Linked DNA regions of Mus musculus: all the other regions are linked to region 1. The links are chromatin contacts, called in public promoter capture Hi-C maps. All regions are on one chromosome and are shown on one strand. Each heading gives the region's core, a stretch centred on a gene start, on an enhancer-like site or on the middle of the called end of the contact. The rest is flanking DNA. Distances are from core to core; before and after follow the strand shown. Region 1 holds the start of Eif2ak4 (eukaryotic translation initiation factor 2 alpha kinase 4). Region 2 holds the start of Dll4 (delta like canonical Notch ligand 4). Region 3 holds the start of Vps18 (VPS18 CORVET/HOPS core subunit). Region 4 holds the start of Zfyve19 (zinc finger, FYVE domain containing 19). Region 5 overlaps Gchfr (GTP cyclohydrolase I feedback regulator). Region 6 holds the start of Knl1 (kinetochore scaffold 1). Region 7 has its middle 12 kb from the start of Gm39914.

The links. Promoter capture Hi-C pulls out the DNA fragments that hold promoters and counts their contacts. Capture Hi-C pulls out chosen DNA fragments and counts their contacts.
Region 2: a promoter capture Hi-C map of pre-B cells shows a contact between it and region 1, with 2.4 times the contacts expected there. The contact joins the promoter of Dll4 here to the promoter of Eif2ak4 in region 1. A contact is called at or near these places in 1 of 39 promoter capture datasets (pre-B cells) and 1 of 115 datasets of contacts at active chromatin or transcription factors (microglia).
Region 3: a contact with region 1 is called in a promoter capture Hi-C map of erythroid cells, with 12 times the contacts expected there. The contact joins the promoter of Vps18 here to the promoter of Eif2ak4 in region 1. A contact is called at or near these places in 2 of 39 promoter capture datasets (erythroid cells and pre-B cells).
Region 4: a contact with region 1 is called in a promoter capture Hi-C map of liver. The contact joins the promoter of Zfyve19 here to the promoter of Eif2ak4 in region 1. A contact is called at or near these places in 2 of 39 promoter capture datasets (hippocampal neurons and pre-B cells), 3 of 484 Hi-C or Micro-C datasets (CD8 T cells, muscle stem cells and uterus), 1 of 115 datasets of contacts at active chromatin or transcription factors (memory CD8 T cells) and 2 of 9 other capture datasets (adipose tissue and liver).
Region 5: a contact with region 1 is called in a promoter capture Hi-C map of 3T3-L1-derived adipocytes, with 4 times the contacts expected there. The contact joins the enhancer-like site here to the promoter of Eif2ak4 in region 1. A contact is called at or near these places in 6 of 39 promoter capture datasets (the 3T3-L1 cell line, 3T3-L1-derived adipocytes, the SN4741 cell line and 2 more).
Region 6: a promoter capture Hi-C map of pre-B cells shows a contact between it and region 1, with 4 times the contacts expected there. The contact joins the promoter of Knl1 here to the promoter of Eif2ak4 in region 1. A contact is called at or near these places in 4 of 39 promoter capture datasets (erythroid cells, hippocampal neurons, liver and 1 more), 1 of 484 Hi-C or Micro-C datasets (CD4 T cells) and 1 of 115 datasets of contacts at active chromatin or transcription factors (pro-B cells).
Region 7: a contact with region 1 is called in a promoter capture Hi-C map of pre-B cells, with 2.9 times the contacts expected there. The contact joins the enhancer-like site here to the promoter of Eif2ak4 in region 1. A contact is called at or near these places in 2 of 39 promoter capture datasets (the C10 cell line and pre-B cells), 1 of 484 Hi-C or Micro-C datasets (embryonic stem cells), 1 of 115 datasets of contacts at active chromatin or transcription factors (large pre-B cells) and 1 of 9 other capture datasets (adipose tissue).

The regions. Positions count from the first base shown.
Region 1 is chr2:118,386,733-118,390,121 of GRCm38.p6, forward strand. It overlaps Eif2ak4 (eukaryotic translation initiation factor 2 alpha kinase 4), which reads left to right and starts at 1,885. Exons shown (of 39, transcript NM_013719.3): 1 at 1,885-2,120. The coding sequence starts at 1,977.
Region 2 is chr2:119,324,251-119,327,639 of GRCm38.p6, forward strand. Dll4 (delta like canonical Notch ligand 4) reads left to right here and starts at 1,534. Exons shown (of 11, transcript NM_019454.3): 1 at 1,534-1,956; 2 at 2,065-2,337; 3 at 2,813-2,870. The coding sequence starts at 1,891. It overlaps Gm14207 (predicted gene 14207), which reads right to left and starts at 1,947. Exons shown (of 4, transcript NR_030683.1): 1 at 1,731-1,947; 2 at 918-1,079; 3 at 595-726.
Region 3 is chr2:119,287,063-119,290,451 of GRCm38.p6, forward strand. It overlaps Vps18 (VPS18 CORVET/HOPS core subunit), which reads left to right and starts at 1,680. Exons shown (of 5, transcript NM_172269.3): 1 at 1,680-2,068; 2 at 3,091-3,232. The coding sequence starts at 1,978.
Region 4 is chr2:119,206,926-119,210,314 of GRCm38.p6, forward strand. It overlaps Zfyve19 (zinc finger, FYVE domain containing 19), which reads left to right and starts at 1,795. Exons shown (of 11, transcript NM_028054.3): 1 at 1,795-2,258. The coding sequence starts at 2,205. Dnajc17 (DnaJ heat shock protein family (Hsp40) member C17) reads right to left here and starts at 1,870. Exons shown (of 11, transcript NM_139139.2): 1 at 1,763-1,870. The coding sequence starts at 1,840.
Region 5 is chr2:119,169,968-119,173,356 of GRCm38.p6, forward strand. It overlaps Gchfr (GTP cyclohydrolase I feedback regulator), which reads left to right. Exons shown (of 3, transcript NM_177157.4): 3 at 1,975-2,422. The coding sequence ends at 2,098. It overlaps Dnajc17 (DnaJ heat shock protein family (Hsp40) member C17), which reads right to left. Exons shown (of 11, transcript NM_139139.2): 11 at 2,533-2,718. The coding sequence ends at 2,599. Among named protein-coding and RNA genes, the nearest start is that of Gm14137, 2.8 kb to the right of the region's middle. Within about 2 kb of position 1,789, at least 20 of the 459 cell types and tissues checked have an H3K27ac peak or open chromatin away from gene starts, as enhancers often do. A contact at or near this core is called in 3T3-L1-derived adipocytes, where this site is marked.
Region 6 is chr2:119,045,593-119,048,981 of GRCm38.p6, forward strand. It overlaps Knl1 (kinetochore scaffold 1), which reads left to right and starts at 1,527. Exons shown (of 24, transcript NM_029617.3): 1 at 1,527-1,631. It overlaps n-TSgct7 (a tRNA gene), which reads right to left and starts at 1,239; the gene lies at 1,158-1,239.
Region 7 is chr2:118,974,968-118,978,356 of GRCm38.p6, forward strand. No RefSeq gene overlaps it. Among named protein-coding and RNA genes, the nearest start is that of Gm39914, 12 kb to the right of the region's middle. Within about 2 kb of position 1,519, at least 150 of the 459 cell types and tissues checked have an H3K27ac peak or open chromatin away from gene starts, as enhancers often do. A contact at or near this core is called in pre-B cells, where this site is marked.

The sequences.
Region 1 (3,389 bases), core at 635-3,134:
TTCGTTACTTTGGGGTAAATTGTGTGTGTGTGTGTGTGTGTGTGTGTGTGTGTGTGTGTGTGTGTGTTGTGTCACCCCAGGAAAAGACTGTCACACAATAATTATTGTTTTATTAAATAAAAGTATTTTTACTATTTTGCATTTTTACTATACAGATATTAATAACATAGAAAGTGTTACACTTTAAGGTGTAATGGGTTTCAAATGTCTTTTTCTGTTACACACATGCTTCTTTATAAACAAAGTCCACAATATTTGATATTTAAAGCATTCCTAAGGATGGAGAAAATGAAACAATACTGGTGACGACATCTGACATTGTGGACCTGGATGACAAATACCTGGGGTTATTATAATGTTTCCTCTGCTTTTATGTTGAAAAAAATCCGTATTGAGTTTTTCTTTTGTAGTAGAAGAAGAGCAGTTGGAAACTGGAAGGATTTTAGAGATTAGTGTGGCCATATTCGTGATTTAGGAACTTTACTTTGGCTACAATAGGAAGAGCTGCTTAACATGGGGCAAGGATGAAGACGGCCGAATAGAGAGCCAGTGAAGAGGTGGTAAAAATGGGCTGCAGCTTAGGGGGAAACTGAGGACATGATGACAGTTTGAATGTGAGAGCTGAAAAAAAAAAAAAAAAGGCAGCACTCAACAAATATCTTCACTGTTTGTTGAGTTCTGCCATGTATCCAGGCAGGGGTCCCTGGAAACAGAACAGGTCTCCAGCTGAAGGAGGGAGGAGGTGGTTTCTAAAAGGCCTTTGTGTTACCTTGTCTGATCAGAGTGGTCTGAAGGTGAGATGCCTAAGTCAACATTACTAAGTGAACAAGATAGATGCAAACAAGATTGACAGAGACATGTCACCTAACCTAACTCGAGGCATGATAGTGCATTTTTTTTCTGAATTAAGCTACAGCAGGTAGACAACAAAGCAATAGCAATGTCTGAATAGATAGGTTACTTATATGCGTGAAAAAAAAATATGGTCAAATAGGGATGGTGGCACAGTCTCATGATCCTAGCGCTGAGAGGATAAAGTAGGAAGATTACTATGAATTCAAGGCCAGACCATGCTGCAGAGGGAGACCCTGACTCATATGGACACAAATACATCCCTTAAGTATGTAAAGTAGGGTGCAACATTTTACATGAATGTGAATGCTCAAATTTACATTAAATGAACTGGTCGGATAATTCTCTTTGTGGGATTTGAAAATGCAAGGAGAGAATTTCAGAGAGTCCAGAGAGCATGCATGAGACATTTAATTAATGATTCAAGGGTAACGAATGTGGGAAACAGGGTTTACGGTTTTTTCCTCCCAGTAGTCTCATTCTGGGAAGGTCAGGTAAGATAAACGATTTAACTCATGACTGCGCTCTAAAATTTTCCTCTCTCTAGCCAGGCAGGGTGAAGGAGTTCCAGCGCCTGTTTCTGCTACATACTTGTTTTGTGAAAACTAATATGTGTTGTCACTTTGACCTAAGAGACTGGCTCTCCAAAGTGTGTTGGCAATTCCTGACTCAATTTCTCCCCTCAGGAAGAAGGCAAAGCTTTCCCCTACTCTTGTTTTATTAGAAGTCTTGGGCCATGAGAAGTTGGAGCAAAACCCCGCCCACTGGCCTTCTCCGGAGTGGGCCAAACGAGTCAGCCGCGGAGAACCCCGCCTTCAGACCCGCCTCCTGGCCTAGGCTCCGCCCAAGGCCCTCTCACCTGCTCAGAGTCACGCCCCTAGGTCGGTCTTCAGCTCGAGACTCCGCCCCCAGGTTCGTCTCCCGCTGGAGATCCTGTCTTTAAAGCGCCTCCCCAGAGCAGAGCCACACCCCCTAGACCTGTCATCAGCTCGAGGCCCCTCCCCCAGACCCGACTCCGACTCGAGGCCCCGCCCTCAGTTCGGTCACGGCGCGGGCTGGAGCTCCCCTACCCACCCCAGAATCACCGCTACCTCGCCTAGGCCGCTGCGCCTGCCCCGGCCGCCATGGCTGGGGGCCGCGGGGCCTCTGGACGCGGCCGGGCTGAGCCACAGGAGAGCTATTCGCAGCGACAGGACCACGAGCTGCAGGCCCTGGAGGCCATTTACGGCTCGGACTTCCAGGATCTGCGGCCGGATGCGCGCGGACGGGTAGGAACGTGGTTGGTCTGGCCCGGTGTTCTCCAGTCTAGGAACCCAGCCAGACGCCTCCAGTCTGGGGCGACCACTTAGATCCTAAAGGCTTTTCATATTGCAGTTCCACTACCCTCACTTTCTGCCTCTGCGCCGCCACTGGTCTTGAGAAGGCAGCACCTGGCCTGAATTCTCTTTTTTCCCCGGTCGGGCTCCTCTCTCTGCTGTGCTTCTTATTCCCACTGACGTCCCCTAACCACCCTTCGTCCTTCCAACCATTCTTCCCCACACTGACTCGCCCCAGGCCTCGAGGTGGGTTGTGACTGCACATTCATAGTCACTCATTGCTACTTTGTGCTGGGGATGCTTAGGGGGCGTGGGTCCAGGTCTTGTGCTCTCAGCAAACAAACTCCCAGGTCACACTGTGTAAATCCCGTTTCCTGTGTGGAAGAACTTTTTGTACCTTCCTCCGAGACTTTTGAGGAATAGGTATAGAACATGTTTATTGTCGCTGTAATGCAGTGTTTACCGAGTTCTATTTAAAACATCACTTTCCTTTTTTGTGTGGAAGTTAAGCTGAGGGCAGTGACAGTCTCTCCCTATCCTTGAATAGTGTATCTGCCGAACTAAAATGTTCCTGAAGTTTGAAAGTACTTCTTTCCTCCATCTGCCTTACTTCTTTAACTCACAATGTCTGTCTTTTCTCTATATCTAGTATTTCTTTAGGAAAAGGCTTTACTTAAGCTGTCAGGGCCAAGATTCTCCCACTAAACCAATATACTTTTTAATTTAATGATTTAGACGCTAGGAACACAGTCATGGGTAAAACATGCACAAAACCCCTGCTGCCGGCGGGAAGCTTACTTTTTTAGGCCTTATTTGTAACTTTACATACAGTTATACATGCTTCTTGTAAATAGTAAGATAACCTACAGGTCATCTGGCAACTTCTCTGTTTCCAGGGAACCAGGAAGTAGGGCCTAGGCCACCAGAATAGTGTTACAGAATGTGCAGGGGACTCAGGGAGACCCAGCTGGCTTTTTTTTTTTTTTTTTTTTTTTTTAGTTTTTTTAGTTTTATGTTCCCAAGGTGCAGGAAAATGGAAGGAAAACCATCAGCCACTTTTAGGTAATGATACTGATAATCCTAAGAATTTACAGCTGATCCCAGTTAGCCCAGGAATTTACAGCTCACGGTGGCCTTTATAACCAAGAAGACTTAACCCAGAGATAGTGTAAAAGGCAGGTAGAGTTATTCAGTAGTAGACTCTGGCTCTGGATCACAAGC
Region 2 (3,389 bases), core at 284-2,783, 940 kb after region 1:
ACGCTCACAACCTCATGTTTCTTACCCCCCCCCAATTCTCCATCACCACCACCCAAGTCAAAATATCAGACCATGTTCGTCATTGGCAGCTGTTGGGTTCCACTTCCCCCTACCACGGCCTCCCTGGGGCTGGAGCCGCGTCCCTGCTCCCCTCAACCCCCGCCCGCACTGATCTTATCGTCCGACCATAGCCAGCAATCACCACGCGGGAGGGCTGACAGCTGAAGCCACAGGGCCCCCACCGCTCTCACTGTAGGAGAGAGAGAGAGAGAGAGAGAGAGAGAGAGAGAGAGAGAGAGAGAGAGAGAGAGAGAGAGAGAGAGAGAGAGAGAGAGAGAGAGAGAGAGAGAGAGAAATCTAGCACCCCCCAAAACTGGGAGAAGCCAGCCCTCCCCGGTCTGCAGCCTCGGGGGAGCACGACGGGTTCTGGGAAAGCAGCTGCAGGGTTTGCGCTCGGAGGCCACCCGGGAGAGGCGCGCGTGTGACATGGGTGAAACCACCCGAAACTCAAACAACTCTATGCGCCTCCAGTTCCACCCTACATCCTGCCCTATGCAGAGAGATCTAGACCTGATCAGCCTCAAGCTCTCTCACCTTGCCTCTCAAGTGGCCCAAGGAAATTCTGGAATTAAGAAAGTTTCCTCCCTACTCCAGCGGAGCTAGGGGACGCGGGTGGGGGCCAGGATGAGGATATGGAGACCAAGCGCGACCCAGGTGAGATAGGCACTGAGGGAAAAGACTAGAACCTCATTACCATACAGCTGAGGACCCCCCCCCCACTTCGAGAACCACGCCCCCCACCTCTCTTTCGAACCTCTAGTCCTGGCTCTAGCACGAGCCAGGAGGGAGTGGGGGTGGGGGACAAAGAGAGAAGGCACGCGCTGGGCACGCCCTGCTGCTTGAGGTGACACGCCTACCAGGTGCAGAGAAGACCAGAGTCCTAGACGCTTGGCCCTTTGCCTTGCTTGGAATAGCCAGGGAAAGGTTAAGGCGTCGGATGGCTTCCCTGCGGTGCTGGGGACGCGTGGAGGGTGGGCACACATAGGCTGGAGGCCAGCGAGGCAGGAGCTACCTAAAGTCTGGAAAGGAAAGGGAGATCCAAATCCCCTGGTCCTGCTTTTTGCTTTCCTAGTTTAAGCTTTCCCCACCTGCTAGAGGACTGTAGGTATCTAATGCCTGGATCAGGTGCACCGCCTACGGGGACCCCTTAGAGTTTCCACCCCCTGGACCATTCGGGAACCACCTCACCTCCCGCCGCATCACTGGGCTACCCTCCTATCCTCTGGTGGCGAGGGTCTCAGCCTTTAAGCAGACGATCTCTAAGGACTGCTCGCCGGGCACGCGCAGAGCTGGAAGCCCAGAAGTTGGAAGAGGGGCGGGGACCTGCGCCCTACTGGCTGGCTGACAGGGGGAGCGGCGGGGGCGGAGGCCCCCTCCGGTGGGTGCTGGGACTGTAGCCACTAGAGGCCTGGAGGGGAGGGGAGAGTGACCGTGAGTCTGTCTGACTGACAGGCTGCGAAGAGCAGCCAATATATATAAGAAAGGCTCTGGAGCAAGCAGGTTTCAGTAGCGGCGCTGCTCGCAGGCTAGGAACCCGAGGCCAAGAGCTGCAGCCAAAGTCACTTGGGTGCAGTGTACTCCCTCACTAGCCCGCTCGAGACCCTAGGATTTGCTCCAGGACACGTACTTAGAGCAGCCACCGCCCAGTCGCCCTCACCTGGATTACCTACCGAGGCATCGAGCAGCGGAGTTTTTGAGAAGGCGACAAGGGAGCAGCGTCCCGAGGGGAATCAGCTTTTCAGGAACTCGGCTGGCAGACGGGACTTGCGGGAGAGCGACATCCCTAACAAGCAGATTCGGAGTCCCGGAGTGGAGAGGACACCCCAAGGGATGACGCCTGCGTCCCGGAGCGCCTGTCGCTGGGCGCTACTGCTGCTGGCGGTACTGTGGCCGCAGGTAATGTCTCACGTCCTCTCCGCCCCCTCCCGCAGCGCTCCGGGCTTGCGCCCCGGCCCCGGCTGAGCCTGACCGCTCTCCTCCCTCCTTCTCTCGGTCCCTGTGCAGCAGCGCGCTGCGGGCTCCGGCATCTTCCAGCTGCGGCTGCAGGAGTTCGTCAACCAGCGCGGTATGCTGGCCAATGGGCAGTCCTGCGAACCGGGCTGCCGGACTTTCTTCCGCATCTGCCTTAAGCACTTCCAGGCAACCTTCTCCGAGGGACCCTGCACCTTTGGCAATGTCTCCACGCCGGTATTGGGCACCAACTCCTTCGTCGTCAGGGACAAGAATAGCGGCAGTGGTCGCAACCCTCTGCAGTTGCCCTTCAATTTCACCTGGCCGGTAAGCACAACTTAAATGCACCGGGAGATAACCGAAGGGAAAGAAGGGAGCGCCGGGACACCAGAGCTCCTTTCCAAAGCGCTCTCTGGAGAGCCCCAAGGGCTCTTTCTCTTCTGCCCCCGCCCCCCTGTTCTCTCATAGGATCATCCCGGAGAGGCTTTGGTTAGTCTTTCCTCCCAGTTTCTTCCCTTTCCTTCTCCCCAATTCTTGGGATACGAATTTCATTACCAAACCCCCAACGCGGCGCCGCCCGCCCACCCCCCGGCTCTCACTTACACTCCCGCATCCCTCATCCCTCCCCTGCCTTCTCAGCTCGCGCGCAGCGCTGCGCGAACACCAGTTATGTTGAGCCGAGCTCCGTAACTATATCCTGCAATTAGATTAATTAAACAGGCTGCTGCGAGGCACCCCCTCCTTTCCCTCCCTGCTGATATCGCTATCTCTAATGTCCCCCACCCCCCCTTTTGCTTCCCAGGGAACCTTCTCACTCAACATCCAAGCTTGGCACACACCGGGAGACGACCTGCGGCCAGGTGAGTATCTAACTTCTCGGCCACAGGGGGGCGACATCACACAGCGCCGAAAGAGTTAACCAGTTATAGGCGGGGGTGGGGGTTGGGGACGCAGGCTTGGGGGGTGGGGGCCAGGACGCTTAGCTTGGCCGGAGCTGCGCCCCGCGCTGGACGCTCGGATTCCGCTCGCTGCCTGGACTCAGAGCACAATTGCGTTTCCTGCGGGTTATTTTTGGCGTGGGAACGCGGGGAGCACGGCGGTGAGAAAGGCCGAGGCTGCCAGCGCCGCTGACGGGCCTCTTCCTGTATTTTACACCTTTTGCGAATTCCGCTCCTTTGGAAAGGGAATAATGGCTTTGGGATGTTGTTCTGACACAGAGGAAAAGGATATTTCACCAGCACAACAATTCTCACTTTGAAAAGGAAAAAGAAAAACCATTACCTACGTCTAGAACAGAACCCCTTGCTCCCAGTTCTCGAACCAGAAAACTTCCCCCTTTAAATTTTTTCTTTTTTTCCATTTTGACCTCTTTTCCTCTT
Region 3 (3,389 bases), core at 430-2,929, 900 kb after region 1:
ACTTCCTGACTGCTGGGACCATAGTCACCATACCTAGTTCTGTGCTGTGCTGAGGGCCTCATCCTATGAAACTAAACAAACCCTCTTGTCTGCCAAGTAAGCTAGATCCATAGTCTCCAATTTCATTAAAATCTAAACCTTTTCAATTCAACAGCAAATCCAAGGCTGAGGATGGAGCCCACGATGTAGCACTCACACAGTATCTGTGAGGCGCTGGGTTTGATTCTTCGGGTCTGGATCTTAATTTAGTCAACAATCCGCTATTAAATACTAGTAATATTTAAACACAAACTCACCACTCAGTGATTTGTATAACATCCGACTGTCCGCACACCGTTAAGAGATTTTTTTTTTCTCATTTTATAAATGTAGAAACTGAGCCATGAGAGAGTTCGTTTATGCAAATGTCTAATAAACATTCACTAGTTAGTTATTGGTGACTGCCCTGGAGCAGGTTACAGGTAAAGCTGGGGTTCCCCAGTAAGTTCCCTAGCAGTGCCCTGAGCTCAGTCATGTGACCTCCACCCCCTCTCATTTGGCTCCTCCTCTGTTCCCACCAGCCAGGTCTCCAGCTGTCCCCACACTCTCCTTCATCTGCCTGCCATACCTAACCTGTCACTAGGTCTCTGGTGCCTTCCTCTGAGATGGTCTCCCACTTCCCAGCTCTCTCTCTCCCGGATGGATACATAAGGCCTGTCTTCTGCCTCAGGTCTCATGTCCTTTTCAAACACCTGCTTCCCAGTACCAACATCAGATCTTATCCCCAGTTATAGCCTCCAGTGGATCACACGATAGCTTCCACAGTCTGCCCAAGGCCAGCCCCGCTTCCTCTCCACCCCATTACACGGCTTATAGGGTTTCGCTCGTGACTTTCCTGAAGACTATATATAACCCCCTTTTCTTTTTCTGATACTAGGGCTTGATCCTAAGGCTTCCCACATGCTAGACAAGGACAGTCAACATCACTCAACGTATAGAGTGCCTGGAAGTAGCCTGCTTCAGTTTTCCCGGTGACCCTTGCCTCTCCCCCTACACTAAGGAGCTACTATGAGGCAGCTTACTTAACCTGGCCATTGCGTTGTCAATTTCTTTCTGTTTTGTTTTCTGGGGGTCTGTAGCCCAGTCCTTAGTAATCCTCCTGCCTCAGCCTTCCCACTGCTGGAGATTAAATTTTGTATGGTTTTCTTTTTGCGGTGTAAGGAAAAAAAAAAAAAATCCAGGTCTTATACCCGCTGGGCAAGGTGCTTATGCACCACTGAGCCACACTTGTGACCCATTCAGCTACTTCCTCTGGAAGCTAGGGGGCCCTGGGGTGAAAGAAGGGACACTCAGACTGTTCTGCCTGTGCCTGTGAAGGTGGACTGAGGCAGCAATTCGATTGAGGAACAGGAGGTAGTGTGACAGATGGAGGAGCACCGCCGGCCTTTCAGTGACAGTCTGAGGGAGTGAAGTCTGAGCTGCGGAAGCCTAGGATCCGCGCAAGCCTGTTACTGGACGCCGCTGGGAAATCCCGGGCTGCCTCCTAGCGCCAACATGAGGAACTGCAGCAGCAGGGTGGCCCGCAAGCGCTCCTCCCCCGCCGCGCCGAGTCTCCGACAACGCCTCCTTGTGGAGGCTCAGGTGCCCAGGACTCCAGTTAACACTCGCGGCTGAAAAACCCGGAAGCACGTCATAAGCACGCGTCACGGGGGCGGGAGTCAGCTGAGCTGCCTGGGCGAGGTTGTGATTACCTGGGATCTGCTAAGGGGAGCCTATAATCTCTTGGGACTGGAGCTGGGGTGCAAAGCTGCGCCATGGACTAGTTGGGGCTCCTCGATCGTCTCGTCCTTCACAGAGAAAGCGAAAAGGGCCCCAGAATTTTTAAAAGGTTCTCAGGATCTGTCAGACGCTGGGGAAGCACAACTTGCAAATCCAGGACGACCGGGGTCCCAGTTGTGACCCCCAGCCCCCAGATCAGAGATCCAGAACTTGATTGCCATGGCGTCCATCCTGGATGAGTACGAGGACTCATTGTCCCGCTCGGCCGTCTTGCAGACTGGTTGCCCTAGCGTGGGCATCCCCCATTCTGGTAAGTTAGAAGAGGCCGCCTCTGCCCCTTTCTGTTATGGTAGCATTTACGGGGGAGAGAAGCTCTAGAGCTTGCAGCGTGTGTTTAGGATCTAAGCCCCAGGCCTTTCTTGTCTTGCCCAGCTTGTCATTGGTCGAAGTTTGAAAGAGCCACAGGAACAGCCTCGTGATCTAGGCCTTAACTCAAAGGTCCTTCAAAAGAGGGAACTTGGGCTCAGATAAGGAAGTACTTGTTACTTTTGTCTATAGGCTGCAGTTGGGAGAACTGAATATAGGTTCCAGGCTTCTGTGTCTTGTTCTATGGATTTTTTTTAAAGCTTTTGGAGTCTGTGTATGTGTTCGTTCCCACCAGACTTCATCTTGAGGTAGCAGAGGAGGCAGAATGAGCACTGAACTTGGTGGAACGTGAATGTTATAAGTGAAGGAGGGTCGATCCAAAAGGGAATTTTGTTACTGAACAGGAACAATGGAGATGATTGTCCCGGGGTAAAGCTGGCTGCAGTTTAGAGTGTAGGAGAGCAGCGCAGGGTTACCCACACTATGATGATATTGCAGCGGACTATCGAGAAAGCAACTGTAGCCTATGAACTGGACTGATAGGACTGGGTTCCCAGAACTCTCTACATACAATGGAGACTCACTGAACCATACTGTGTGGACAGCAAGGAAGGGACTTTAGTTTCTCTTGGCCAAAGACCATAAGGGAGAATGCCAAAACCATCCTCCCTGTACTGTCTCCCCCCACCCCCGTTACCACTGGGAACGTGCATATCATGATACAACCTCATCTCAGGCACAGAGAACCAATCCCTTACTACTGTCACAAGTGTGGGAAGAGCCCAGGACCCTTCCAATAAAGACAACCAGAAAACTATTTCATGTTGAACTCTTTATGAACCAAGACCCTGTGGGTAGGAATATACTTGGGAAGCAGAAGTATCAGCTAACACTGGGGTTTCTCTGGGTTTCTGGGTGCCTCACCCCCCTCTGGACGCCTTTTTCTCTTGTCTTCCCCACCTATAGGGTATGTAAGTGCCCACCTGGAGAAGGAGGTGCCCATCTTCACCAAGCAGCGGGTTGACTTCACCCCCTCGGAGCGGATCACTAGCCTCGTGGTCTCCTGCAATCAGCTCTGCATGAGCCTGGGCAAGGATACACTGCTCCGGTAGTATCTTTGGAGACTTTTAGCTGACTAGGGTCTTTTTCCATACTTAGCAAATGACACAATAGCTTTTCAGGAGATGCACTATTCCTTCCCAAAGAGAACCAGTGTGGTGGCTGAAGATCAGAGAGAACTATGTTCAGATTCCACCCATGCTGTT
Region 4 (3,389 bases), core at 545-3,044, 820 kb after region 1:
CTCTACCACTGAACTAAATCCCCAACCCCGTTTATATTTTTTAAGTAGGGTCTCTGTGCTGTTTTTTTGTCTGAGACACACACACACACAATAATAGAAAGAGGAGGAGGTGGTGGAGGAAGAAGAGGAGGAGAAGGAGGAAGAAGCAGCAGGTGGTGGTGGTGAGGATTATGATTTGGGGTTGGAGAGCTGGCCCAGTCTGTAATGTGCCTGTTCTGTAAGCAGAGGATTTGAATTTGGATCCTAAGCATTCAGGTAAAAAGCCTGGATCCCAAAAGCAGGGCACGGGGCATCCTAACATTTGGGAGGCAGATTTATCGCTGTGAGTTCGGAAAAACTAGCCTGATCTACATAGAAAGTTCCAAGACAGCCAGGGCTACATCAACTTTTCTTCGAGAGAGAGAGAGAGAGAGAGAGAGAGAGAGAGAGAGAGAGAGAGAGAGAGAGAGAGAGAGAGAGAGAGAGAGCGAGAGAGAGAGCCGGGCATTGGTGGCGCACACCTTTAATCCCAGCACTTGGGAGGCAGAGGCAGGTGGATTTCTGAGTTCCAGGTCAGCCTGGTCTACAGAGTGAGTTCCAGGACAGCCAGGGCTGCAAAGAGAAAGCCTGTGCTTTACGAGTATTTATTTCTACATCCATTTTTGACTTCAGCCAAATCTTCAGGAAGCTTTCTGAGCAGGATGACCACAACTTTACTGAAGAATCCAATCACCCTGATTTTCTGCCCCAGAGCACTCTTTCTGACACTCAAGCATTGGACAAGCAGTCCAGAAGTATAAGAGCATTGATAAGATCTCTTGCTGGGCGGTGGTGGTGCATGCCTTTAATCCCAGTACTGGGGAGGCAGAGGCAGGCGGATTTCTGAGTTCGAGGCCAGCCTGGTCTATAAAGTGAGTTCCAGGACTGCCAGGGCTATACAGAGAAACCCTGTCTCGAAAAAATAAATAAATAAAAAGGATCTCTTCCCCCCCCCCACCTTAAACACGTTAAGACAGCTGACCTTAAACTCCACAAGAAACTGAAGTTGACCTTAAATTCCTGATTCTCCTCCCTCCAGCGCCCAAGTGCATTACAGGCTTGGATCACTATGCCCAGCCCGGTGGGCATTACTTTTTATCCAATGAACTCCCCTGCGTGTACTGTCACTATTGCCACCACAATCTAAGAGTAAATAACAGAAACCTTAAGTACAGCACTTGAGATAAGTGGACCCCCACACCACCTGCTTTAACCTTCTGATCCTCTTGTTTAACCCGCTAAGCAGCACGCACTGACAACATTGGAACATCTGATACTTAAAAAGAGGAAAAGAAAACTGAGGCCTCTAGGTTCTAGGCCTCAACGTCAAATCCAGAAAAAGAAGAGGGGCTGAGGGGAGGAGTTAGAGCCTAGAGACTTTTCTTCCTAGGATCCCCCTGAAGTTAAAACAGACTAAAACCAAACACCTCCAGACAGACAGGTAAAACGTTCAGCGTACAAACTGATGCTGCGCAGGCGCAAAAAAGCAGGCCTGGGCTCTCAGGTTCAACCGGCCTCCAAACAGTGTGGCAGAAGGGACAGCACGGTCACACAGTTCAGAGTTCTCAATGCCTCCCTCCCTAACCCAGTCCTCAAGCCTTTCAGGAAGTGCCCGGAGGCCCCCTTTTTAGTCATTGGCCGTCCCTCGCTCCGGGTCCAGGATAGGGCGGAGCATAGAAAGCCGGAGCCAGGCGCGCGCCCTGACGCGAGGACCGAAGAACTGCTTTGCCTATCAAGTTCTCACCTCTTTGTCTGCCGCCTTCTCCTCAATGCCGAGCAGCGCGTACAGATCCATTTGTAAGAGCTCTTTGGTCACCGCCATGGTTCTAGTCCAAACTTGAATTGATACTACAACTCCCAGGAGTCTGAGCGTGTGCGTGGGCGCGGGGCTTACTCGCTCCGAGCCGGCCCAAAAGCGCGCTAAGCCTCCTGGGATGATGCCTTCCGATTCTCGTCTGACTGGCTGTGGAGGAGCGCGCTGCGGAGAATGAACTACGACTCCCAGCATGCCCCACTCCGCTGCCGCCCCGCCTTGGTGAGTGCAAAGTCAGAATTCTCCGCGCTGGGCCGCCCCTGGACAGCGCCGATGGGCGTGTGGGACTGGGCTGCACAACCTGAGGGTCTGAGAGGCCTACCCTGCGCTGGTGAGAGGCTAACCTACCAATTCTGCAGCGCCGAGAACTGCTATGGAGAGCAGGTGCTACGGCTGTGCTGTCAAGTTCACCCTCTTCAAGAAGGAGGCGAGTGTACTCCCAGAAAGCCGAAGGGCCAAGGGAGGACGCGGGGCGAAGGGAAGGGAGTTGCAGGCTAAAGACCGTTTGACGGCTTCTTTTCAGTTGTGTGGTTTTGATGAAGTAACCCGGTTAACCTCTCTGTAAAGTGGGTCGGATGCCCACCCGTTTCCGGGTTAAGATGATGGTCTGATGAGGTTCAGTGAGGTAAAAGCACTTCCTGCAAATCCCGATGACCTTAGTTCGAACCCCAGGACCCACATGGTGGAAGGAGAGAACTCCTGAAAGTTATTCTCTGATCTCCACACACATGCCATGATATGCATATGTCTGCACGCATACACTCACAAAGAAATAATGTAAATTAAGAAAATGTAAAGTAGCTTCGGTGAGGTGCTGTAGCTGAAAAGACCCTAGAAATTGTAAAGTTTCCAAAAGCTACACTTTTTTTTTAAATCTCCACCTACATTCTATCCACTCCCCTTCTCTCCATCTCTGTCTTTAAAGTCATCCCATGCATGCCGGTTGCTCTCTGTTCTGAAACCTGCCCCGTCCACAGCTTGCCCTTTTCTCCCCAGGGCACAATGAAAAAGCCTTCTTCTCAACCACATTCCCCTTGTGAGCTGCAAGGGAAGTAAATGGGACGAATTCATGGTGTATAGGATTGGAGCACTTACATATCAATTTTGGTGTCAGAGTTCAAATTTCAGCTGCCCTGTCTTATTCAAAGAATGATCTAATTGAACGGTCATGTAATTTCACTGGCCCCTGTTAAAATAGAGATAATACTGGTGGGCATCAGGATCAAATATGATGACGTATGTAAGTGATGATGGTTATAACAAATGATGAATTTTAAGGTGCAGGCTTAGTGCCTGGCACACACTAAGTACTTAATAATTGAAGCTATTGTTACAACCCTATCCTGAGGCGAACCTCCCACCATCTCTACCAGAACAGAGAAAGCACGGGATCTGCACCCAACTCTGATTCTTTTTGTTGACAAGCCAGGGACCTGACACACTGGGCCTTGTTTGTCTTTGCACTACACCCCCATGGTAAGAAATTGAAAATGGTAGAAAGCATGTGAATTTTGCCTGAAGTTTTATCTAATTTGAATAAGACTCCGGAAACAAGGAA
Region 5 (3,389 bases), core at 539-3,038, 780 kb after region 1:
GCACCCCCTCCCAGGGGCTCTGGAAACCAACTGTTCTTGCCTTGTCCTCCCCGCTCAAAATTGGGTCCCATCAACAAAGACAAGCTTCACCTTGAAGGCCTGAGTGACAGAGCCCAGCCCCAGAAACAGAGCAGGACACCTGGGTCCTCTTTTGAGCTCCTGGCTGCCAAGGCACTTGGCCCCTTCCCTCAGGCTCCTTCCCATCATCTCTGTGGCCAAATACTACTGCTTCCCTTTCTGCTTCCTCACCCTGTCTTAGTGTTCTACTGCTGTGAAGAGGCACCATGACCAAGCAGAGTTAGAGGGTTAGTCCATGACAGACATGGTGGGGAGAATGGCAGCAGGCAGGCAGACAGGCGCTGGGGCAGGAGCTGAGAGCTTTATATCCTGATCTGCAGGCAGCAGCAGAGAGAGAAGTGGGGGGGGAGAAAGAGAGAGAGAGAGAGAGAGAGAGAGAGAGAGAGAGAGAGAAGCTGGGCTTGGCATGTAGTACTTTTGAAACCTCAAAGCCCACATCCAGTGACTCATTTCCTCCAAGGTCACACCTCCCAGTCTAATCCAGTTCTCAACCTTCCTATGCTGAGACCCTTTAACACAGTCCCTCATGTTGTGGTGACCCCCAACCATAAAATTATTGTTGCTACTTCATAATTGTAATTTTACTGCGGTTATGAATCATAATGTAAGTATCTGATATGCAGTGTATCTGAGACCCCAGTGAAAGGGTCATTTGATACCCCCCCAGGGATCATGACCTACAGGTTGTGAACTACTATTCTAATTCTTCTCAGATAGTTCCATTCCCTAATAACTATAAGCATTCACATATATGAGCCTATAGAGCTATTTTCACTGGAGCCATCAAACAACTTAAAAAAGAAAGCACTTAATGGGGGCTACATTGAGTAAGCCCATAACCAAAATGACAGGGAGCATGGCAGCAGGCAGGCAGCATAACACTGGGTCAGGAGCTGAGGACTTACATCTAATCTACACACAGAAGGCACAGAAGGTAGACACTGGGCCTGGCATGGCCTTTTCAAAGTTAAAAAAAGCCCACCCCCAGTGACACACCTCCAACAAGGCCACACCTTTTAACCCTTCCCAAAGCAGTTTCACCAACTAGGGATCAAGCATTCAAACATAGGAGCCTGTAGGGTGATTCTTGTTCAAACCACCACACCCTCCCTACTATTGCGGGAGAAGCGCCGAGTGGGTTCACGGATCCTGAGAAGAGCTGTCAGAGACCTAAGTGCAAGAAGGGAAGAGAGAGCCGGACAGTGGTGGCACACGTCTTTAATTTCAGCACTTGGGAGGCAGAGGCAGGTGGACTTCTGAGTTCAAGGCCAGCCTGATCTACAGAGTGAGTTCCAGGACAGCCAGGGCTACACAGAGAAACCCTGTCTCGGAAAAAAAAGGGGGGGGGGTGAAGAGAGGAGACAAACAGATCCCAACCCTTTGGTCAAAGCACAGAGGAGCCACTCGCATCTCTTGCCATTAGAGATTTGCTTCAAGATGACAAGCTGGGGGTTTGGGCCCCTTATCTGCTTCATGCTCTTTACAAATCCAGGCAAATCAAACTTTTTCTGTGACAACAAATGGCAGATGGATCCAGGCACTATCCGTATCTGCAGCTCCAGGATTGCAGGACAACCAGAGAGGAGCCACAGAGGGCAGACTACTCAGAGGAAAGACTAACATCACTCAGCAGCTGCATGGCTCCCCTGGGGCCTGCTACTCAAGGCAGGCAGAGCTAACCAGCCTGTTTTCACATGTGTCGTCAGGAAGAGTAATGGTGTTTTCATCACACTGTTGAGAGAAAACAAGTGTGTAGCAAGGAACAGAACAGGGGCTGTGCACTTCGCCTGTCACCAGGCAAGTGGCCAGCAAACAGGCCTGGCACGGAGTAGACACTTAGCTTTGTATGGGTGCTTGCACCATATGACCTCATGACACTTTCCTGTCTCTTTACAGTTACGAATACTACGTCAACGACCCTCCTCGCATAGTCCTGGACAAGCTGGAATGCAAGGGCTTCCGAGTGCTGAGCATGACAGGGGTGGGCCAGACGCTGGTGTGGTGTCTGCACAAGGAATGAGCTGCTTGAGCTGACCTGTTCAGAGACCGCCATGTGCCCTGCCCACATCCTTGCATCACTGTTTGCCCTGCCTATCTCTTTCCAAATTGTCAACTCCCTTGCCCAATACTGGTGGGCTGTGAACAGCCTAAGGGACCTCGCTCCAGCTGGTTGGGCACAGCAGGCTCCTGCCCTGGTGCTTTCAGCTTCCCCCAGCTAGGCCTGACCCTGGCTCTTGCTGTAGGCCACATGCTGAAGGCAAGCCAACCCGAGGACGAGGACAGTCCCTGGATCCTACACAGCTAATCCAAGCCAATAAAGGGCTCTCACAAGTGGTTGTTCCTCAGTTCTGTTGTGCAGTGACTCTTGAGATGCACCATTCTCTACTGGCCTATCCCCATCCATGGAAGAAGCCCTTGCAGATAGAGCCCAGCCCAAGAGGAAGAAAAGTAGACTGTTTTTAAAAAAGTTTATTGGTGATGATTCAGAAAGGGTGTGGGGTGGGAAGGCTGGAGCCGGGGCTACGTGGGCCGCCCCTCATCTTCCTGCTGCATCTGGGCAATCAGCTGCTGGCGCTCAGCTGCCTGGCGCATGCGCATCATGACGAGACTCTCAAAGTCCCTTTCTGACAGCACTGAGCCCTGGGGACAGAAGAGACAGGAGTTAGGACATGAGGGTACAGCTCCACAGATTATAGACTCAGTATGGGGCCAAGACAGAGCCTAATCTAAAAGCCAAAGAGGGAAGGGCAGAGGAAGGGAAGGACCCAGACATCTTGGATTCCAGCTCCTCCAGGAACCTTCAGAGAAAACAGGCCTGTGCGCCCCAGGCTGCTTCTCCATCAGCTCCCCACAAACTCCCTTTACCCAGGACACACAGCTTCCCATATCCTGCTCTAGTAGAGTCCTTCCTTGTCAATCACTCTCCCTGTGCTGGCCTGGCCCTCCCCCTTCATTTCCTCTCCGCCCTTTATCTCTTTTCCCTCCGCCCATGGCTTCTGCCTGGCAGGTTTCCAACAGAGGCTGTTTGTGGCGCTGGGATCCCCAGGTTCTGCTGGACACAGACTGGCCCTCGTGGTCTGGCTTCTGCTGAGAATACAGAAGGGGGCCCTGACCCACACGCGGCTTCAAAGGACCATAAATCTAGAAGAGGAGAAGAGCAAGCATGAGCCCAGCTTGCCTCATAAAGACACAGCGCAGGGCCCCTGGCTTTCTTTTATGATCTTGCCAGCTGTGCAGGGGACTGAGGAAGACTACAATGAGCAAGGCTGTGAGAAGTGAAGCAGCCTTAGGACAGAGCACTGCACTGCCAA
Region 6 (3,389 bases), core at 277-2,776, 660 kb after region 1:
GTTCTGCAGAGTCGGAGACACATAATCCATGTAAAATGTATGTTGCTTTTAGTTATGTAAAAAACATTAAGGGTTTTTAAGTGTGAGTTGAATGAATTTGTCTGATGATGTTACAGGAGGAAAATCTCTGTTCTTTTTTCTATTCCTAATCCTTTGGTTAAATCCAGAAGATTCAGCTTTTTGTCTTTTGAAAAGGTAGTCGTGTTCCTCTTCTTCAGTAGTTTCTGGATCATAGCAAGATTTCAAATGTCATGGGCATTTTTGTTTGTTTGTTTGTTTTGTTTTTGGGAGTTTTGTTTTGGGGTGGGGGTGGGGGGATTGAGACAGTGTTTCTGTGTAGCCCAGACTGTCCTGGAACTCATGCTGGAACTCACTCTGTAGACCAGGCTGGCTTCGAACTCAGAAATCCGCCTGCCTCTGCCTCCCAACTGCTGGGATTAAAGGTCTGCGCCACCACTGCCCTGCAAAGGGTTCACTTGGGTTACCCCCCCACCCCCACCCCCACCCCCACCCCTACCCCCACCCCCATGGGCACCTTTTTAATGTATACATTGAAAACAAATCCCATAGCTTGCTTAAGGGCTGGAAGAGGTGGCATTTGTAATGCAATATGGTACTTCACGATCAGGACAGGTATTAAACCCCCAAAATAGCGATTATGGGGGTATAGCTTTGTAATCCTAGCATTTGGGAAGGCGAGACAGGATGATTTTTAACCTGGAGGCTAGACTGCTACACAGTAAAACTGTGTCTCAAAATAACAAAAACAAAACAAAGCCCTCGGAGTAAGAGCTCATTAAAGACTGAAAGCATTCATCTCAGAGCTAGGACATTTCATGTTCCAGACCACCACTGAACATGTCCTGTTATTTTACTTTGTAAGAAATTAAATTCCTAGAAAAAAGTCTCTTTATCTGCTTTTTCTTCATCTGTGAGTCATAACATTCCAAAAGCAGCCTTTCAAATATCTCAATTCCTTCAGCTGATTTCAAATATCAAATTCCTTCAAATTACAATATCACCAACTAAAACACCTCGATGCTGAGACTAATTGTGTTAGATAGAACCTGATCGGAATTAAAACCCGAAGCAATATTTAATCACTTCCATCCTGTGGATTATAAATTCACATTACACTAATTAGCAAAAGACACTTTCGACGAGGATGGGATTCGAACCCATGCGTGCAGAGCACAATGGATTAGCAGTCCATCGCCTTAACCACTCGGCCACCTCGTCCCAGAAGCTAGTTTCTTCCTGGTAGCTATAGGGAGTAGACACAGAGCGCTGTGACGCAATACCATGGAAGTCGCCATTTTGTACGGAAGCCAACAGTGCGATTGTTTACTCTGCAAACACTCGAAAGAAGATGGCCGTTCTCAGAATAACAGAGACGAAGAAAATTCTGTAGAAAAGAAGAAAAACCCGAGGGAACTTAAGTCAGAGCAGAGGAGGACAGAGAAGTTTATGTCTTAGGGGCGGGGCCGGTCTGGAGCCGAAGGGGTGGGGTCTGCGCGGCGCGCAGCACTGAGCATGCGCATCACTAGGGCGGTTAGATTTGAATACTTCAGGGACGTTGAGAGGTGACGTCCGACTCCAAGGAGCGCGAGGACCCCAGACAAGTCAAGCAGGTGGTCGGTGGCGGGTCAGAATGCTCCTTTCCGTTCTGGGCTCCTGAGAGGGCTCGGGTTCTGTTTGAGTGCTGAAGGGCGGGCGCGGGTTGCTGAGGTCGCTCGGTCGTCGGGGCGATCTCGGAAAGGCCCTGCAGCCGACCGGACCGCGCGAGCGCCAACGGCCCGCTCTCCTTCTCCTGGAGCGCCGCGTTTCGCTTCTCCTTTCCCAAAGCCGCTCCATTCCCGGGGTCGTGTCGTCTGCGCGGTGCGCCGTGGGCCTCCGGGTTCGCCCCGCCCATCATCTTTGGTCAGGGCTCCGGGATCCGGTCCCACCGTCTCTCGCCAACTCCTTGTGGTATGTGTTTCTGACCGACGTTCCCTGCTTCCGTGGTCTGAAGGCGACGAGTGAACTTTAAATTGTAGGCTCCGTCCGAGCACAATAATAGAGTTTCGGGTTTCTGCAGGTCCAACATTAGTAAAGACAAATCGGTGTGTTAGATTACATAAATTTCCTTTCCCATCCAAAAGACTTTGGATTCCCTTTGGGAAGAAAAATATTGCCTACTGCAATTTTTAAAATGTACTAGACGTTGTAGTTTGATTTATGCTCATATATTTGAATGCCGAGTCAACTGAGAGTGGCACTGTTTGAAAGGATTAGGAGGAGGGGTGGCCTTGTTGGAGGAGATGTGTTAATGAGGGATGAGCTTTGAGGTTTCCAAAACTCTGCCTGCTGTTTGTGGACGTTCTTGGCTACTCCTTCAGCATTGTGTTTGCTCGCAGGTTCCCCATGATGACTGCTATATAAGTCTCTGAAACTGTAAGCAAGACCCCCAATTAACTGCTTCCTGCTATAAGAGTTGTGGCCATGGTGTCTCTTCACAGCAATAAAACTGTGACTAAGACAGAAGTTAACAGAGATAAAGCATGTGGCTAAAACCCAAAGCAGCAGTTTATTCTAGACACCAAGGTTGACCGTTAGTTTTCATTTCAGTTAAATTGGTTCCGTTGAGTCCCTTGTATGTCTCATAGGTTCATTGTCTTGTGCTAAAGTAGACTTCATGGGGATGGCATTTCATTGGTCAGATTGTTGGAGAGATGATTTATAAATATGGAAGGAAATATATCGTAAGGTATTTGGTCATTAAAGGTTAGGTTCAAGCAGTGTACTTCTTGACTATGTGAATGGCTGGAAACCTTTACAAGTTGATAGATGTAAATGGAGTAAAATGTTTGGGATGGTGATATAAATGATGTGTTTGATGCTGAGAATACGAGAAGGTACTGATTCTAGATACTGGATCGAACAAGCGTTTCCAATAGAATTTTCTGTGATAATAATATTCTATATCTGCACTGTCCAACATGGTATCTATTAGCAGTCATTTTTGGCGCACTTAAAATATGGTTATCAAAGAAATGTAGTATGATTACCAAAAACTTGAGTTTTAATTTGTTTCATCTTAATTTCATTGTATATAATCATTCAATTTGACAGCACAGGTCTAGAGTCTGTATCAGTGGAGTCTGAATCAGTGAAAATGTTTGTATATTTTGGTTGTATAAATTCAGGAATGGACAAAGAGCCAGATAGTATTTAGGCTCTGCTTGCTGTGGGTCAGTATGATGGTCTCTGCTACATGATGTTTTGGTGGTGATGTTTATTTTCTTCAGTTAAAAGAAAGTTCTCAAAGGTTGCTTTGGCCCACTGTTGGTCTGCAGACCCCTGGATTATTTAGACTGGTGGCTCAAACTTTTTGGTTCAAACAGTCCAAA
Region 7 (3,389 bases), core at 269-2,768, 590 kb after region 1:
AGCTGAGGAGAAAGCTCAGAGGGTAAAAAGGATTTGCTGGGTCAGTGTGAGGACCAGAGTTCATATCTGCAGTACTCGCTGATGGTACTTGTAATCCCAGCCATGAGTGGATTCCCCGGATTGACTGGCCAACCAGTCTAGTTAAAATGGTAAGATCCAGGTTCAGGAAGAGACCCCCCATCTCAGAAAATAAGGCAAGGCTGATGAGATGTCTCAATGGGCATAGGTTATTGCCACCAGCCTGAGAACTCAAGTTTGATGCACAGGACCTACATGTCAGGAGAGAATGACTCCCACAAGTTGTCCTCTGGCTCCTACAGGTGTGAATCTGTACAGACACGTGGAAACGCAAACAAATAAAATTGTTTGCAAAGAATTGCAAATTGAAAAAAAAATCAAGATGGAGAGCGATAAAGGAAGACACCTGCATTGGCTTCTGGCCTGCGCATGCACTCGAGGATGCCTAGCCATCTCCTCCTACAGAAAGAAAGAGAAAGACGGTGGAGGTGGGGTGTTGTTGACTAACTGCAGGGAATGCTGAGCAGGTTGCCTGGAGTAAGCAAGTGTGCGTGCCAGTGAGCAATTTAGGAGATGCAAGCCCCCCCCCTCCTCTCTGCACAAACGGGTGAAGATGTGGCAAAGTCTCTTGGAAGGGCGTGGGGGTGCGGTTCAAGTAGGCATGATTCAGACGCTGCTCAAATAAAGGGGCCGTAAGAAACAGCCAAACAGGCAAAAAGAAAGAACTTTCTGGACGAATGAAGGGCTGTGCCCCCTGCCCTATGCGTACATGTCCTTTCTTTGCTTTCCTCTAGAAGCCTTCAATAAAATCCACGTGCTCTACGAAAGCGCTGTGTAAGTGGATTTCTAGGGAGGAGTGGGAGAGTTACCAAGCCCTGCCTTGAAGGGTACAGTCAGGAAAGTCAGGTTGCAAACAACACCCATGACTGCCTTATCCTGAATGTGTCTGGCACAGTCCTAGATTCGGGTTTTGTGTTTAATGAGTGACAGATTTTTTAGGTGGCGCTTCGTGTCTACGTGTTCTGGCAAAGGAATCTGCTTGGCCCCTGCACAAGTGTTTGTGTAACGACAAAAGGGTCTTGGCTCTTGTGTGGTGGGGATGTGGTTATAGTGGGCTCCCCGGCACACGTGTTTGTATAACGACAACGGGGTTTTGCATCTTCTGGTGGGCGTTTGTGTGGTGGGGGTGCGGTTATAATGTGTTCCAATTCTTCCTCCCTACAGACCGGAAAATCTCCCTCGTTTGGACGCAAATTATTCTCTGCCGCTCTCCACTTAGCTTCACGCCGGTGGAAGGCGCCCAGCGAGCAGCGAGTAGCTGTTCCGCCCCTCGGGGACCTCATCACTCCCTCCGGTGGCTTCTCGCCCACACCGAGCCTCTAGGGAGCTACCCTAGTGGGCCCATGGTTCAGCGAGTGACAGGACCTTCTCTTTCCGCCCCACCCGGTATTGACTCGGGGCATCCCTTGAGCGCCCCCTGCTCGTGACTCCGGCACTTGCTGCAGTTCCCAGCCCTCGCGAGCCGCGGAGCGCCCGGCCACGCATCCCCGGCCGGGTCAGGATCAAGGTCTTAGTCCTGCTGCCGTGCGGCTCCCTGGGGCTGGGACCGAGGGAACGTGCGGGTCGCGCAAGCGTGAACTTGGGGCAGCCGATGCCGGTGCCAGCACCGCCGCCGGCGAGGCGGAGACGGAGCGCTGGGTGAACCCGGTGCTGATACAGTGCAGGCCGCGGCTGTGCAGCCCCCCCGGTCTGCACTGCGCCAGCCATGCGCGAGCCTGAGATCAGCCTCATTAGAACAGCGTTTTAGATCGAATTTTCGGGTGGCTCTTTGGAGGCCGCCAGTCTTGGCACAGGAGGGTAGGAAAGCAGGCTCGCTCTGGTATGTGGTGCAGCGATAGAGGAATTTTTGACCACTGCGCTAACAACCTCGCCTGCTCCCCGAACTTATGTTTTGAGGACAAACATGACAAACTGTGACATCGCCCAAATGCTTTGTATTTATCTACACAGAGCTGACATTTTCATACCTATAATTGATCTGATCCTCTGTTTATTTTGAGATAGAGTCTCAAACTCTGGATCCTAAAGCTTCCACCGGAACTCAGGGATTACAGGCATACACCACCCAGCTTCCTGATTCTAGCTGCTTCTTCTCCTCTCCCTTCTCCTCCTCTTCCTGTCGCCATTGTCTTCCTCCCGTGTCCCACTCTTCCCCAGACCCTCCATCAGCCTCAATACTGACCCCTGGCAATTTAGGCTAACACAACTCCATCAGCTGTGACCCAAGTATTCAACTCACATTTCTGCTCCCATTTGGTTCCCAGTCTTCCCGTTCTAGGCTATTTCTGGCTGTCTGTTATATGGCCCTCTCATTAATTCCTGTCCTTTAGGTGTCCTAAACGCTGTCCTCGCTGTGCCTGACTCAGGCCCAACCTTCCCTAAGATCTAGATTCACCATCTCAGTTCAGAGCACGGTTTCTAGATGGGGCCTGATGAAGTTTGTGTAGCAGACTAGTGCTCTCAGAACCCTCCCTGGAATCTCTAGGCTTGGAAGGATCCTCTTCCTGCCCAACAGGTCCCCCAGGACAAAGTCGGATTTCTTATTCTTCTCCCCAAGGGATTTGAGCTCTGTTTCTCGAGCTCTTCTACTTTGGGAGGTCCTGTGTCCTCCTAGGATGGGCCACACAACCTTTATTGCCAGGAAGGATGATTCCTACCTTATTCTTCCTGTTGGTCTGTCCAGAGATTCTGCTAGGTTTTTCACACCAAGAATTGGTAAAGGAAGCTGGGCAGTGGTGGCACACTCCTCTAATCCTAGTAGGGCTGGGGGTACAGATCTGAGTTGGAGGTCAGCCTGGTCTACAGAGCTACTTCCAGGACAAGAATTGGTAAAGGTGTCAGGGCCAACCTGCCTCAAGTCCAGACTGTCTGTTTCCTTAGGCTGCTAGTGAACACTGAATACCTGCTGAGTGGCTTAAGGAAGACCATTGTCCTTTCTCCCGACCCAGCTAAGTTCCATCCTTTGCATCAAGGCTGGAGCCTAGCTCAACTGAGGGCTTAATTAGAGCCTGCCTTTATCACTTACTGTCGTTTTTTCACACCCTGTCAACAGTGTTTCCAGAAAGAGATAGTGATGTCAATTCTGTTCCTCTGGTCACCTACACACCTTAGTCAAAAACAGCCAACCCCATGCTAGGGGGAGGGGGAGCTATCCTTCATCTCAGAGTCCTCAGAAGGAATGTGTGCTGTGAATCGGTACCCGGATGTGTGTTTATAGGTCTTTGCTGCCCCCGGAGGCCTCCACGGAACTGTTCCTGGCCCACCTCTGAGGACACACCATGCCTTGCCTCACGTGTTCATCTTTTCACATT